Linked DNA regions of Macaca mulatta: region 1 is linked to region 2. Evidence: chromatin contacts called from public Hi-C data. All regions are on one chromosome and are shown on one strand. Each heading gives the region's core, a stretch centred on a gene start, on an enhancer-like site or on the middle of the called end of the contact. The rest is flanking DNA. Distances are from core to core; before and after follow the strand shown.

The links. A called contact is a pair of places that touch in the nucleus more often than the background predicts.
Region 1: a contact with region 2 is called in a Hi-C map of fetal cortex germinal zone, with 2.1 times the contacts expected there. The contact joins the promoter of LDHD here to the promoter of ZNRF1 in region 2. A contact is called at or near these places in 7 of 14 Hi-C or Micro-C datasets (CD4 T cells, blood, cortical neurons and 4 more).

The regions. Positions count from the first base shown.
Region 1 is chr20:70,438,078-70,444,528 of T2T-MMU8v2.0, reverse strand. It overlaps LDHD (lactate dehydrogenase D), which reads left to right and starts at 3,654. Exons shown (of 10, transcript XM_077984702.1): 1 at 3,654-3,788; 2 at 4,777-4,889; 3 at 5,096-5,237; 4 at 5,464-5,605; 5 at 5,749-5,908; 6 at 6,252-6,451. The coding sequence starts at 3,717.
Region 2 is chr20:70,320,128-70,326,615 of T2T-MMU8v2.0, reverse strand. ZNRF1 (zinc and ring finger 1) reads right to left here and starts at 2,492. Exons shown (of 5, transcript NM_001194453.2): 1 at 1,650-2,492. The coding sequence starts at 2,073.

The DNA of each region.
Region 1 (6,451 bases), core at 2,405-4,904, 120 kb before region 2:
ACCTCAGAGGCCTCTTTCCCCATAATTTGGAACTTCCTTTGGATTTGATAAATTCAGATAGAGTTGATCAAACCCAATGGGAAAAAGACTGAAAGAACAACAAAAAGAGAAACAACAACACAACAGTTAAGCAAAACAAATGATCACACAATTTATATGATTACTGAGCTCTCTAGTGGTCAGGAGAAATTAAGAACAGCTGGTTGTAATCTTAACTTTAGCCAAGACAAACCCCAATTCAGTTACTTACCTAGGGATGGCTTTCAGGCTGAAGACTGCTCTCTACCGTCCTAGAAGCAGGGAAAAAACCTCATCTTCCCTGTTAGATGCAAGCTCAAACACCATAAAGGAGTTACCTGCCTTCCATCGTCATGGAAGCAGGAAAAACTTGCCTTCCTTGTGTTAGAAGCAAGTAAAACCCCAAAGGGAAAAAAAAAAAAAAGGAGTTGTACTGTAAAATGAACTTTAGATCTTGACCAGATTTTGAGAGATAAGGTATTCTCTGGAGGGGGTGCTTCCGGGTCTCAGCAAGTTGTCTTACTGGTTTGAGCCATAAAGATAGCTCAAGCTGGTACCAAGCACTGATAGGGGCGTCTCCAGTCAGAATTCTTCCGTGGTTACCAAAATATGAACCCCCAAAATCTGACAAAGGTCTCAGTTAATTTAGAAAGTTTATTTTGCCAATGTTGATGTTGTGATAAAGCCTCAGGAGACCCCAATGACATGTCCCCAAGGTGGTCAGACCACAGTTTAGTTTTTTTTTTTTTTTTGAGATGGAGTCTCGCTCTTTCACCCAGGCTGGAGTGCAGTGGTGTGATCTGGCCTCACTGCAAGCTCTGCCTCCCGTGTTCATGCCATTCTCTTGCCTCAGCCTACCAAGTAGCTGGGACCACAGGTGCCCGCCACCACGCCCGGCTAATTTTTTGTATTTTTAGTAGAGACGGGGTTTCGCCATGTTAGCCAGGATGGTCTCGATCTCCTGACCTCGTGATCTGCCCACCCAGGCCTCCCAAAGTGCTAGGATTACAGGCATGAGCCACGGCACCCGGCCAGCAAAGTTTAGTTTTATACATTTTGAGGAGACATGAGACATCAATCAACATATGTAAGATGAATATTGTTTGGGTCTGGAAAGACGGGGAGGGGGCTTCCCGGTCATAGGTAGATAGGAGACAAATGTTTGCATTCTTTTGAGTTTCTGATTAGTCTCTCCAAAGGAGGCAGTCAGATATGCATTTAGCTGAGTGATCAGAGGGGTGACTTTGAAAGAATGGGAGGCAGGTTTGCCTTGAGCAGTTCCCAGCTTGACTTTTCCCTTTAGCTTAGTAATTTTGGGGGCTCAAGATATTTTCGTTTCAGAACTCTTCAGTAGAATTCTTTCTTCTGACAAGGCAAGCATTGAGGTTTCTGTAGACCTGTATGGATTTGCCACCACTAACATGAAGACCATGACCTGTGACACATTCCCTGAAGGTCCTGAGAACATGTATCCAAGAGAGTCGAGTTATAGTTGCTTTTATACAGTTTAGGGAGACATCAGACACTAATCAATATGAGCAAGGTATGCGTTGGTTCCTTCCGATGGAGGGAGGAGCTTACAGATCATAGGTGAATTCAAAGACTTTTCTGATTGGCGCTGGGCACGGTTCATACCTGTAGTCCCAGCACTTTGGGGAGCCAAGGCGGGTGGATCACTTGAGGTCAGGAGTTCGAGACCAGCCTGGACCAACATGGTGAAACCCTGTCTCTACTAAAAATACAAAAATTAGCTGGGCATGGTGACATACCTGTAATCCCAGCTACTTGGGAGGCTGAGGCATGAGAACAACTTGAACCCAGGAGATGGAGGTTGTAGTGAGCTGAGATCATGCCACTGCCTGAGCAACAGAGTGAGACTCTGTCTCAAAAAAAAAAAAAAAATTTTTTTTCTGATTTTCAATTGGTTGAAAGAATTATTATCCATCAAGCCTGTAATCCCAGCACTTTGGGAGGCCAAGACGAGCGGATCACGAGGTCAGGAGATCGAGACCATCCTGGCTAACACAGTGAAACCCCGTCTCTACTAAAAAATACAAAAAACTAGCCGGGCAAGGTGGCGGGCGCCTGTAGTCCCAGCTACTCGGGAGGCTGAGGCACGAGAATGGTGGGAACCCAGGAGGCGGAGCTTGCAGTGAGCTGAGATCCGGCCACTGCACTCCAGCCTGGGTGACACAGTGAGACTCCGTCTCAAAAAAAAAAAAGAAAAAAAAAAAAAAGAATTATTATCCAAAGACTTGGAATCTTGGTATACAACAAAAAAATTTTTTTAATTAAAAAATTTTAAAAAGACAACCTGGAATCAATAGAAAGAAGCATCTGGGTTAAGATAAGGAGTTGTGGAGACCAAGGTTCTTTTTTTTTTTGAGGCGGAGTCTCACTCTGTCACCAGGCTGGAGTGCTGTGGCACCATCTCGGCTCACCGCAACCTCCGCCTCCTAGGTTCAAGCGATTCCCCTGCCTCAGCCTCCCAAGTAGCTGGGATTACAGGCGTGTACCACCATGCCCAGCTAATTTTTGTATTTTTAGTAGAGATGGGGTTTCACAATGTTGGCCAAGATGGTCTCTATCACTTGACCTCGTGATCCTTCCACTTTGGTCTCTGAAAGTGCTGGCATTACAGATGTGAGCCACCGCGCCCGGCCCAAGGTTCTTATTATGTAACATAGATGGTAAATGTCTAAGGCCTTAAAAGGTGCCAGACTCTTAGTTAAATCTCCCTTAGATCAGGATAAAACCTGGAAAGAGGCTGGGCGCTCAGTGGCTCATGTCTGTAATCTCAGCACTTTGGGAGGCCGAGGCAGGTGGATCACGAGGTCAGGAGTTCAAGACCAGCCTGGCCAAGATGGTGAAACCCCATCTCTACTAAAAATACAAAAATTATCTGGGCACAGTGGCAGGCACCTGTAATCCCAGCTACTTGGGAGGCTGAGGCAGGAGAATTGCTTGAACCCAGGGGCTGGAGGTTGCCGCACGTCACTGCACTCCAGCCTGGGCAACAGAGTGAGACTCCATCAAAAAAAAAAAAAAAAAAAATTCCTGGCAGGGGGAGGGGCTTCTCTACAGATTCTAGATTTTCCCCACAAAAGACAGCTTTTTGGAGCTATTTTTAAAAATACCAAAGGAATAGATATTGGGGGTAAAAGACATCAATTTCTTTCAGGGCCTGCTATCTGTCAGGTGATGCTAGAGTCAGGTTGGAATCTGGTATCTTATTGCTACAAAGAGTGTTTTGTGTCTGAAGATCAGAATGCCTTAAGATCTCTGTTTTAGTGTTAATGCTAGTCAGTTGTGTCTGAATTCTAAAGGGAGGAGGGGGATAATGAGGCATGTCCTAAACCCCTTCCCATCACAGCCTGAATTAATTTTTCAGGTTTACTTTGGAATGCCCTTGGCTGAGACGAAAGTCCATTCGGTCGGTTGGGAGGCTTAGAATTTTATTTTTGCCTTACAGTTTCCCTAAACGTCCAGTGAACCTCACTTCTCCTTTAGAAGTGTCATCCCTGGCGCCCACGAAAATGTCTGCAAGATCTGCAAGGGCCACCTTAAAGCCCATGCCACCTTAAGCAGGCCCCACCCCCGGCCTAGCCAATGGGCTGACAGCAGCCGCAGCTGCTGCCACAGTAGCTGACTGGTCACCCTGCCACCCAGCGCTCACACCCTCTGGCAGGTGCCTGGCTATGGCCCGACTGCTCCGGGCTGCAACCTGGGGGCTGTTCCCCTGGAGGGGCTACTGCTCCCAGAAGGCAAAGGTACCGGGAGAGAAGAGAAGTCCCCTGGAGGGATGAGGTGGGGAGCGGGGAACAGGGGGTTCTGATCCCAAGTTTCCTGGGCTCTGTGATGCCCCAGCACCAAGTGACCTGACCTTGGGCAAAAGGGCACTGGGCTTACCCTGTGGCAAGTGTGGGTGTAGAGTGAGTGTAGAGATCAGCTGAGTCCCCACTGCTACCATGAGTGGGGCTGGGGGAGTCAAATGGATGCCCCTGGGTGGCTCTGGAATAAAACACACCTGTGGAAGAAGGCCCTGGAGGAAAGGATCTAGGTTCCAGGCCAGGCTCTGTCCTTAACTTGGCCTCCATTTCTCATCTGTAAAATGGGAAGAAACTGCTCCCCTCCCCAGCCCCCCATGAAGGGCTCCAGAAGCCCCAGCCAGGGCAGAGTGGGGAGGGGGCAGTGAAAGCTTTTCCTCCCTGTCATTCCCTTATCAAGCTCTGAGTCGCCTGTGGCGGGGGTGGTGCTTGGTTGGCCCTGGAGAAAGGAGGAAGTGAGGGACCTTTTCAGTTGGCTCAGGCTGGGCTGGCTATTGAAGGAACACTGCTGATAGCCTTTTTGGAGAGCGAATTCTGGTTTTGTATTTGGATGGCCGGGCGCCTTGGCTCATGCCTGTAACCCCAGCGCTTTGGGAGGCCGAGGCAGGTGGATCGCTTGAGCCCAGGAGTTTGAAATCATCCTGGGCAACATAGTAAGACCCTGTTTTTATTAAAAAAGAAAACATTAAAAAAAATTCTGGTAGCGTTTTTTTTCTGAGGGGCAACTTTGACCCCAATGGCTGTGTTTGGAAAAGAGGCATTTCTGGAGAGTGGGTTTGTTTAAAGAGGGCCTACCTGGCAAGGATGTTGTCAGCCGGGGGTCGGCAGGGGAAGCTCACTCCAGCCCCCAGCCCTCCACGCTGACACTGGGGCAGGGCTGTGGCCCCAGGTGTCTTTCGGGGGACCCTGGCAGTGTGTTTCTCCCCTGCAGGGCGAGCTCTGCAGGGACTTCGTAGAGGCTCTGAAGGCCGTGGTGGGCGGCTCCCACGTGTCCACTGCCACGGTGGTCCGAGAGCAGCACGGGCGCGATGAGTCGGTGCACAGGTATGGGAGGGCTCGCAGACCCCTCCCATCTTCTGGATTCAACCCCAGCTGAGAGCGAGGGTCCTGGATTGCGTTCCCCCTCACTCACCTGTTTTGGGGTGCTCTGGCATGTTTTCTGCCCCTCGTTCGCTGTAGCCTCAGGCCCTGCAACACCTCGGGACCAGAGGGTGCCACGCCCCCGTAAATCACTGAGGGTCTGGTTCTAGGTGCGAACCTCCCGATGCTGTGGTGTGGCCCCAGAACGTGGAGCAGGTCAGCCGGCTGGCAGCCCTGTGCTACCGCCAAGGTGTGCCCATTATCCCATTCGGCACCGGCACCGGGCTTGAGGGTGGCGTCTGCGCTGTGCAGGTACCGTGTGGCTCCCCTGCCCGCCTCGGGGCTGGTCCCCCACCTTGGCACACCTGTGGCTGCCTCCCCCGCCGCACACAGCTCCTTGGGTCTGCGCCCGCCCGCGGGCTGCCCGCTTCTGGGGGTCTGGCCTGGCTGCTGGGGGGACACCCGCGGGCTGTGACCCGGGGACGTGGCCAGGTCAGAGACCTAGATATGCAGTGGTCTCAGCACCCGCTCCCACCAGGGCGGCGTCTGCATTAACCTGACGCATATGGACCGAATCCTGGAGCTGAACCTGGAGGACTTCTCCGTGGTGGTGGAGCCGGGCGTCACCCGCAAAGCTCTCAACCTCCACCTGCGGGATAGCGGCCTCTGGTTTCCCGTGGGTAGGACTCGCGAACCTTTCCTGGGGCCCTGAGGGCACGTTGGGAGCAGGGTTGTGTCTGGGGCTCAGGGGACCTTCCTCCCCCAGCCCGAGGGAAAGGACCTCCCGTTCTGAGGCTGCCTTCTCCTGTACGCCGCCCTCCAGACCCAGGTGCGGACGCCTCTCTCTGTGGCATGGCGGCCACCGGGGCGTCGGGCACCAACGCGGTCCGCTACGGCACCATGCGGGACAACGTGCTCAACCTGGAGGTGGTGCTGCCCGACGGGCGGCTGCTGCACACGGCGGGCCAAGGCCGGCATTTCCGGTGAGTGCCCTCTGCGGGGGCCCTGGCCCTGGGCACTGCTGGGGGGCTGCCCGGGCTGTGAAAGACACCTCCTGCCGGCCTCCTGGTTTGGCAGGCTAGGCTTCCCCAGGCTCTGAAGCCCTGTCACTTGGGCCAAAGTGGATGGGAACAGGGTTTGCTCTCCCTGCGTGAGGCCGATTTGCTTTGTGGAGCAGAAAGAATTGGGCCAGGGAATCTGGGCCCGAGGGAGGCCAGCCCAGACCTCAGTGCCTGGGGTCGGTGTCCTGGGTTCCAGCTTGGGCTTCTGGTCAGAAATCCCTCATCACACAGCCTGGTACTCACCTTGCGTGTCCCTGGGACCTAGGAAGAGTGCAGCCGGCTACAACCTCACTGGGCTGTTCGTGGGCTCTGAGGGGACGCTGGGCCTCATCACAGCCACCACCCTGCGCCTGCACCCTGTCCCTGAGGCCATAGTGGCCGCCACGTGTGCGTTCCCCAGTGTCCAGGCTGCTGTGGACAGCACTGTACACATCCTCCAGGCTGCAGTGCCCGTAGCCCGCATTG
Region 2 (6,488 bases), core at 1,243-3,742:
AAACTCCCTTTCTTCCTCCCTACATATCTCATGTTTTTCAACACACAAAATTCTGTGATTTTAGAGAAACTTCGTATAGTGCTTTTAAGTTCAAAACCAGATGCTCATTACAGTTCTTTTAAACACCTAACCAGTCATCTCAAAAATATGGCTAACTCTCTGAACTAAATTTCATAGGAAAGATTATTAATTTCAAAATGCCTAATTTTGATCAAATGCCTGAAAGAGCCAAAGGCAATCATGTTTTGCATCTCATTCAGGTCAGAGTTCGATGAGGTCAGAAAAGCTCCAATGATATCCGGAGGTCTGTTCAGAGATTAAAATATCATCCTAACAATTCACAAGCTACTTCTAAGGGTTACCCTAAATTAGTCACTAACAGTTCGTCCCCCAACTCTATTTCACATAGTTTATAGAATTGACAAAAAACCGAACCAAATGAAAACAAACCCCAGGATATTTGCAGGGAGGGGGAAAGCGATACCCCAAAAGTCAACTCTATTTCACAGTAGGTAAAACAGTGATCCACGAGATATTACCCTCCATAAAGTACCCTAAAGGCAGGAGCAATCTTTCCCCTACACAATATCTAAATTTTCCCAACTCACCCAAAAGAAACTTAAGATGTAACTTATTCACTCAACTTGCCAATTAGCAAACAGCGGCCCCACACACCTTTTGGCCAATTTTCTAGAAGCCTGACCTAGCAGACAGACCTGTTTTCCTCCTGCCAGGCCTTTTTAGCCCTCCCAGTAGGAGCCTGGGAAATCCCCCTCCAACCTTTTGCTGGCCTGTCACCAGAAGTTCATAAAATGAATTCATCCAGATTCTCTGAATCCTCCTTTCCCCCAGTCATGTGCCAACAGTCAGGCAATAATGCCCCACCTTGACAGGCTCCCTGTTACAAAAAGATGCAGATTCACGGGAAGACCAAGCACTTAGCATGGAGCAGAAGAAAAAAGATGGAGGGAGGTGAGAGTCGTGGAGCCAAGTCTGCTGCATGCAGTACGGGTGACCAGAGCCCTGGTCCTGCAAAGCCCCCGCGAGACTCGCCGGCTGGGCCCTCCGTACAGCAGCCACACCTGTCTATGCCAGCCGCCTGCCGGCTGCTCCATTTTAAACATTTCAAACAGATCTCCAGCAGGGTGGCACAACTGGGCACCTCTCTCTCCCAGCAAGAGTGAGAGCCCTAATCCAGGCATCACTCGCCCCTAATTTTATTTCATTTTCATACTCTCTGTTTTGGAGACACTGCTTGCTCCAACTGGCTCCATCTCTCCGTTACTGGTGAGGCAGGCACAGTGCTGCAGTGGCAGAATGGAAGCACCCAGGCTGACTTGCTCTCAGCCAGAGAAGACCGCTTCTCTGAGGAGGGAGATGCCAATAAATGGGACTCCAATAGGTAGGCTTCGCTCTGCCCTTCCACAAGTGAACACACGCCGGGAGTCCTACATCGCCAGGCTCCGCAACCTTGCAGAAAGCCTAGTTCCCAGAGGGTAGGTATCCCATTCATCCCTTGGCATCGGGAACCAAAGGGAAGGCAGACAGATCCCGGTCGTGCACTATATTCCCAAACCTTGGCACGCGCGCGAAGGCTTGGGGCGCCCCGGCGCGCCCTCCCTCCGAGGCCTCCACCACCGTGGACTCACCACTGTGCGAGCTGAACCACCTGGGTGCGATGTGCAGAGGTAGAGCATCCGCCAGCGAGGCTCGGGAGCCCAGGTACAGCATCCCGTCTCTATGGTGACTGCCGCCCGTCTCCTGGTAACCATTGCCATGGGCATAGGTGGAGTCGGACGCGGACCCTCCGCCGCCGGGCGCCCTCTCAGAGTCGCCGGTGCCCCGGGAGGCGGGGGTGTAGAGGCCAAAGGGCACCCCCCCTGCTGTGCTGGGGTCCATGCCCATGCCTGCCACCGAGCTGACCGAGCGGCTGCGCAGCCCCATGGCCCCGCCGCCCGTCCGGTAGTGCCCGAAATGGGGCGCCCCTCCCGGCGGCGGCACGGCGCTGTCATCGGTGGAGACCCCCGGGAAGGGGCCCCGGGAGCGGGTCGCCGTGCTCTGCTTGCCCCCCATGCTCGCCCGGGCCCCGGTGGGGCGGGAACCTGGAGGCCGAGACCCTCCCCCACTTCTCAGCAGCGGGGGGAGGGCTGGGCGAGCATAAAGAGGGAGGGAGTCAAAAAGGAGACCCGAAGGGAGAAAAGAAAAAAGCAAAAGAAAAAAGGAAAAAACCCGCGGGGCGGAAGAGGCAGGCGGGCGGGCGGGGATCCCAAACTCAGAATTTCAAACGATCCAAGCCAAACGCATGTTTCCCCTCAAGGTCCAAAGAGGCGCAGTCCGGCGCGGGCTCCGCGCGCCACAGGCCGCCCCCGGGCTCCGAAAGCCGGGGGAGCCGCAGGGAAGGAGGGAGGGAGGCGGCGGCGAGAGGCAGGCGGGCGCGGGGAGGCGCCGGAGGAGGCCGCCCGCCCCGCGGGAGGAGGAGGAGGACCGGGGGCGCCAGGCGCGTCCCCCGCCTCAGGACGCCGCGACCATGGACGGCGGCCCGGACCTCTCCAGGCCTCGGGCGGGCCGCGGCGCTGGGCGGCCAGGCGCAGCTCGGGAAGCCGCGGTCGCGTCGTGTCGCGCTCTCGCTTCAGTCGCCGCCGGCCCCGCCAGCCGCGCCACCCCGCTCGGTCCCGGGCAGCGCTTGCCGGCGCTCCTGGCCGCCGTGGAGACAATGGAGGGCGGCAGAGCGCAGGCGCGGCCTGCGCCCCCTCCCCCTCCCCCCGTCGGGTTAACCCTTTCGCGGCCCCTGCGGCGCCCGGGCAGCTGACGCCCCAGCAGTCCCCACCCACCGCCCGCCCCCGGCCGGCCTGTGACCTGGGCGGCCTGAGCCACTGGGCGTTAGCCACAGAAACCAGATGTCTTTGAAAAGCAAACACTTCTTAAGTCCCCGAAAATGGCAAATTATTCAGGGGGAACCACGTATGGGGGAGGGGCAGCAATGGTTCGAGGGGGTGGGAAGGAAACACCGGGAAGAAGGAGATTTACTCCTTACGCCTACCTGGCTCTGAGGGTCACCAGTCGAGCTCCCCTCCTGGCACAAATTTGCCCCCACAGCACCCTCTGGTGGACGTGATGTCCATTCTTTCGGGGGTTCCCCATCCAAGCACCCCTCAGGTCCGGAATCTCAACATTTGGCGGGGTTTAGCTATTTGGGGGTAAACAGCGCCATGGGGACACTTGTGAATCCGGAGTGTTGCTGACACTAGGTCAGAACTTCCTATTTTGGGCTTAAGCAAATGAGTAGATTCCTTAGCTAAAATGTAATTTTCAGAACCAATAGAGGTACCATAAAATGTGAATAGATATGGATATGGAAATAGAACTACGTAGCTAGAAGTGATTATAGAAACCTTCTGTCCAAGGTTGGAGCCCTGTTTTGTTTACCATGTTCTGTGTTTCGGCCTACACCACGGCCAAGGACACGGTGGGTACTCAATAGGTGTATTGTTGACCAAGCCTGCATCATTTTGCAAGGGAGGGTTCCTTTGATACCTCAGTCCGTCTTTCTCTCCTATATTCACATTCATTCAGCGAACAATTGTTTTTCTTTTTCTTTTTTTTCTTTCTTTTTTTTTCTTTTTTTTTTTTTTTTTTTTGAGACGTAATCTCACTCTGTCACCCAGGCTGGAGTGGAGTGGCCTAATCTCGGCTCATCGCAACCTCCGCCTCCCAGGTTCAAGCGATTCTCCTGCCTCAGCCTCCTGAGTAGCTGGGATTACAGGCGCGTGTCACTGCACCCGGCTAATTTTTTGTATTTTTAGTAGAGACAGGGTTTCACCATATTGGCCAGGCTGGTCTTGAACTCCTGACCTCAGGTAATCCGCCCGCCTTGGCCTCCCGAAGTGTTAGAATTACAGGCGTGAGCCACCACACCTGGCCTGTTTTTCTTTTCCTTTCTTTCTTTCTTTCTTTTTTTTTTTTTGAGATGGAGTCTTGCTCTGTAGCCCAGGCTGGACAACCTCCGCCTTCCAGGTTCAAGCAATTCTCCTGCCTCAGCCTCCTGAGTAAAAGTCTGTTAAAAATTTGAAAATCAGGCCAGGACATGGTGACTCGCTTGTAATCCCAGCACTCTAGGAGACGGAGTGGGGCGGGGGGCGGGGGGGATCACCTGGGGTCAGGAGTTTGAGACCAGCCTGGCCAACATGGTGAAACCCTGTTTCTACTAAAAAACTAAAAATAGAAAATAAATACATTAGCCAGGTGTGGTAGCTCACGCCTATGGTCCCAGGTACTTGGGTAGCTGAGGCAGAAAAATGGCTCGAACCCGGGAGGCAGAGGTTACAATGAACTGACATCACATCACTGCACTCCAGACTGGGCAACAGAAAGAGACTGTCTCAAAAAATATATATACGTACATACATTAATATATAGTAGAGATGGGAGTTTCCCTATGTTGCCCAGGCCGGAACTCCTGGCCTCAAGCAGTCCTCCCACTTCAGCCTCACAAAGTGCTGGGATTACATCATGAGCCACTGTGACAGCTAAACAACTGTTTATCAAGTGCTAGGTGCTGGCTGTGAGGATCACACAGTCCCTGGCTTAACTGACTTCTACCTATTAAATGACCCCAGATACTTCTAAACTGGGGGGCCAAAACAGGGTGTAGAGAAATATTAAAAGAAAACCAAAAGAGCAAGGCTAGCCTGTCACAGATATTGATTGTTCCAGTGTCGCCAGCCTGGAAACAGGAGGAAAGCTATTTGCAAGCACGAAATACCTGGAGGTGAGCAAACAGCCTTATAGAAGTAAGAGTTGTTGGCCGGGCGCGGTGGCTCAAGCCTGTAATCCCAGCACTTTGGGAGGCTGAGACGGGCAGATCACGAGGTCAGGAGATCGAGACCATCCTGGCTAACATGGTGAAACCCCGTCTCTACTAAAAAATACAAAAAACTAGCCGGGCGAGGTGGCAGGTGCCTGTAGTCCCAGCTACTCGGGAGGCTGAGGCAGGAGAATGGCGTAAACCCAGGAGGCGGAGCTTGCAGTGAGCTGAGATCCGGCCACTGTACTCCAGCCTGGACCACAAAGTGAGACTCCGTCTCAAAAAAAAAAAAAAAAGAAGTAAGAGTTGTTTGCTAGAGAAATAAAAATAGGAAGAAACAAAATGTGCCAACATCTAATAAATTATCTGTAGGTGCCTATATGAGTATGTGTATACCTAAAGAGGCAAAACAAGAAAGCTTAAATTTAATCCAATTTGCTTGTAGAAGAAAGACTATGGTATCAGAAGAGTGGTTCAGTACTATACTAACAACAAAAGAAAAGGTATTAGACCCCTTGGAAGATCCCTATTAGAGAGATAAATACATGATACCCATTGTAACTATCCAAATAGCTTTTGATTTATCCATTCACTCAACAGTTTTTTAGTGTATTTAACAAAATATTTAGTATGTAATAAATTCCAGGCACTGTAGTAGGTTGTGGGATACAGTGCTGAACCAGACAGATGGAGTCCCTGTTCTCATAGAACTTCAGAAGAAACATTTCACACCCACTTGAATGGCTATAATCAAAGAGAAGGGCAATAGTAAGTATTGATGAGAGGTGGAAAAATTGGAACCCTTGTACCTTGCTGGTGGAAATGTAAAATGGTGCAGCTGCTTTGGAAAATAGTCTATCAGTTCCTCAAAAAGATTAAATATGGAGTTACACGACCCAGCAATTCCACTCCTACCTAGGTATAGTTCCGAGAGAAAGCAAAACATATGTCTACAGAAAAATGTGTACATAAATGTTCATAGCAGCATTATTCAAAAGAGCCAAAAGGTGGAAACAACCCAAATGCCCATCAGTTGATAAAGAGGTAAACCAAAGGTGGTGTATCTATACAATGAAATAGTATTCAGCCATAAAAAGGAATAAAGTACTGATTCATACTACAACATGGATGAATCTTGTAAAATCACATTACAGGCTTAAGTCACGGCACCCCACCAATACTTATTGATCTATATTGATCAATACTTATTGATCTATATGGAAGCCAGCCATAAAAGACCATATATTGTATGATTTCACTTATATGAAATGTCCAGAATAGGCAAATCCATGGAGACAGAAAGATTAGTGATTGCCATGGCTTCAGGGAGGGGAGAATGGAAAATGACTACTAATAGGTTTCTTTCTTTTTTTTTATTTTTATTTATTTATTTATTTTTTGAGATGGAGTCTTGCTCCATTACCCAAGCTGGTGCACAGTGGCATGATCTTGGCTCACTGCAACCTCCACCTCCCAGGTTCAAGTGATTCTTCTGCCTCAACCTCCCAAGTAGCTGGGATTACAGGCACATGCCACCACGTGACACTAATTTTTTTTTTTTTTTTTGAGACGGAGTCTTGCTCTGTTGTCACCCAGGGTGGAGTGCAGTGGTGCAATCTCAGCTCACTGCAACTTCCGCCTCCCAGGTTCAAGCGATTCTCATGCCTCAGCCTCCTGAGTAGCT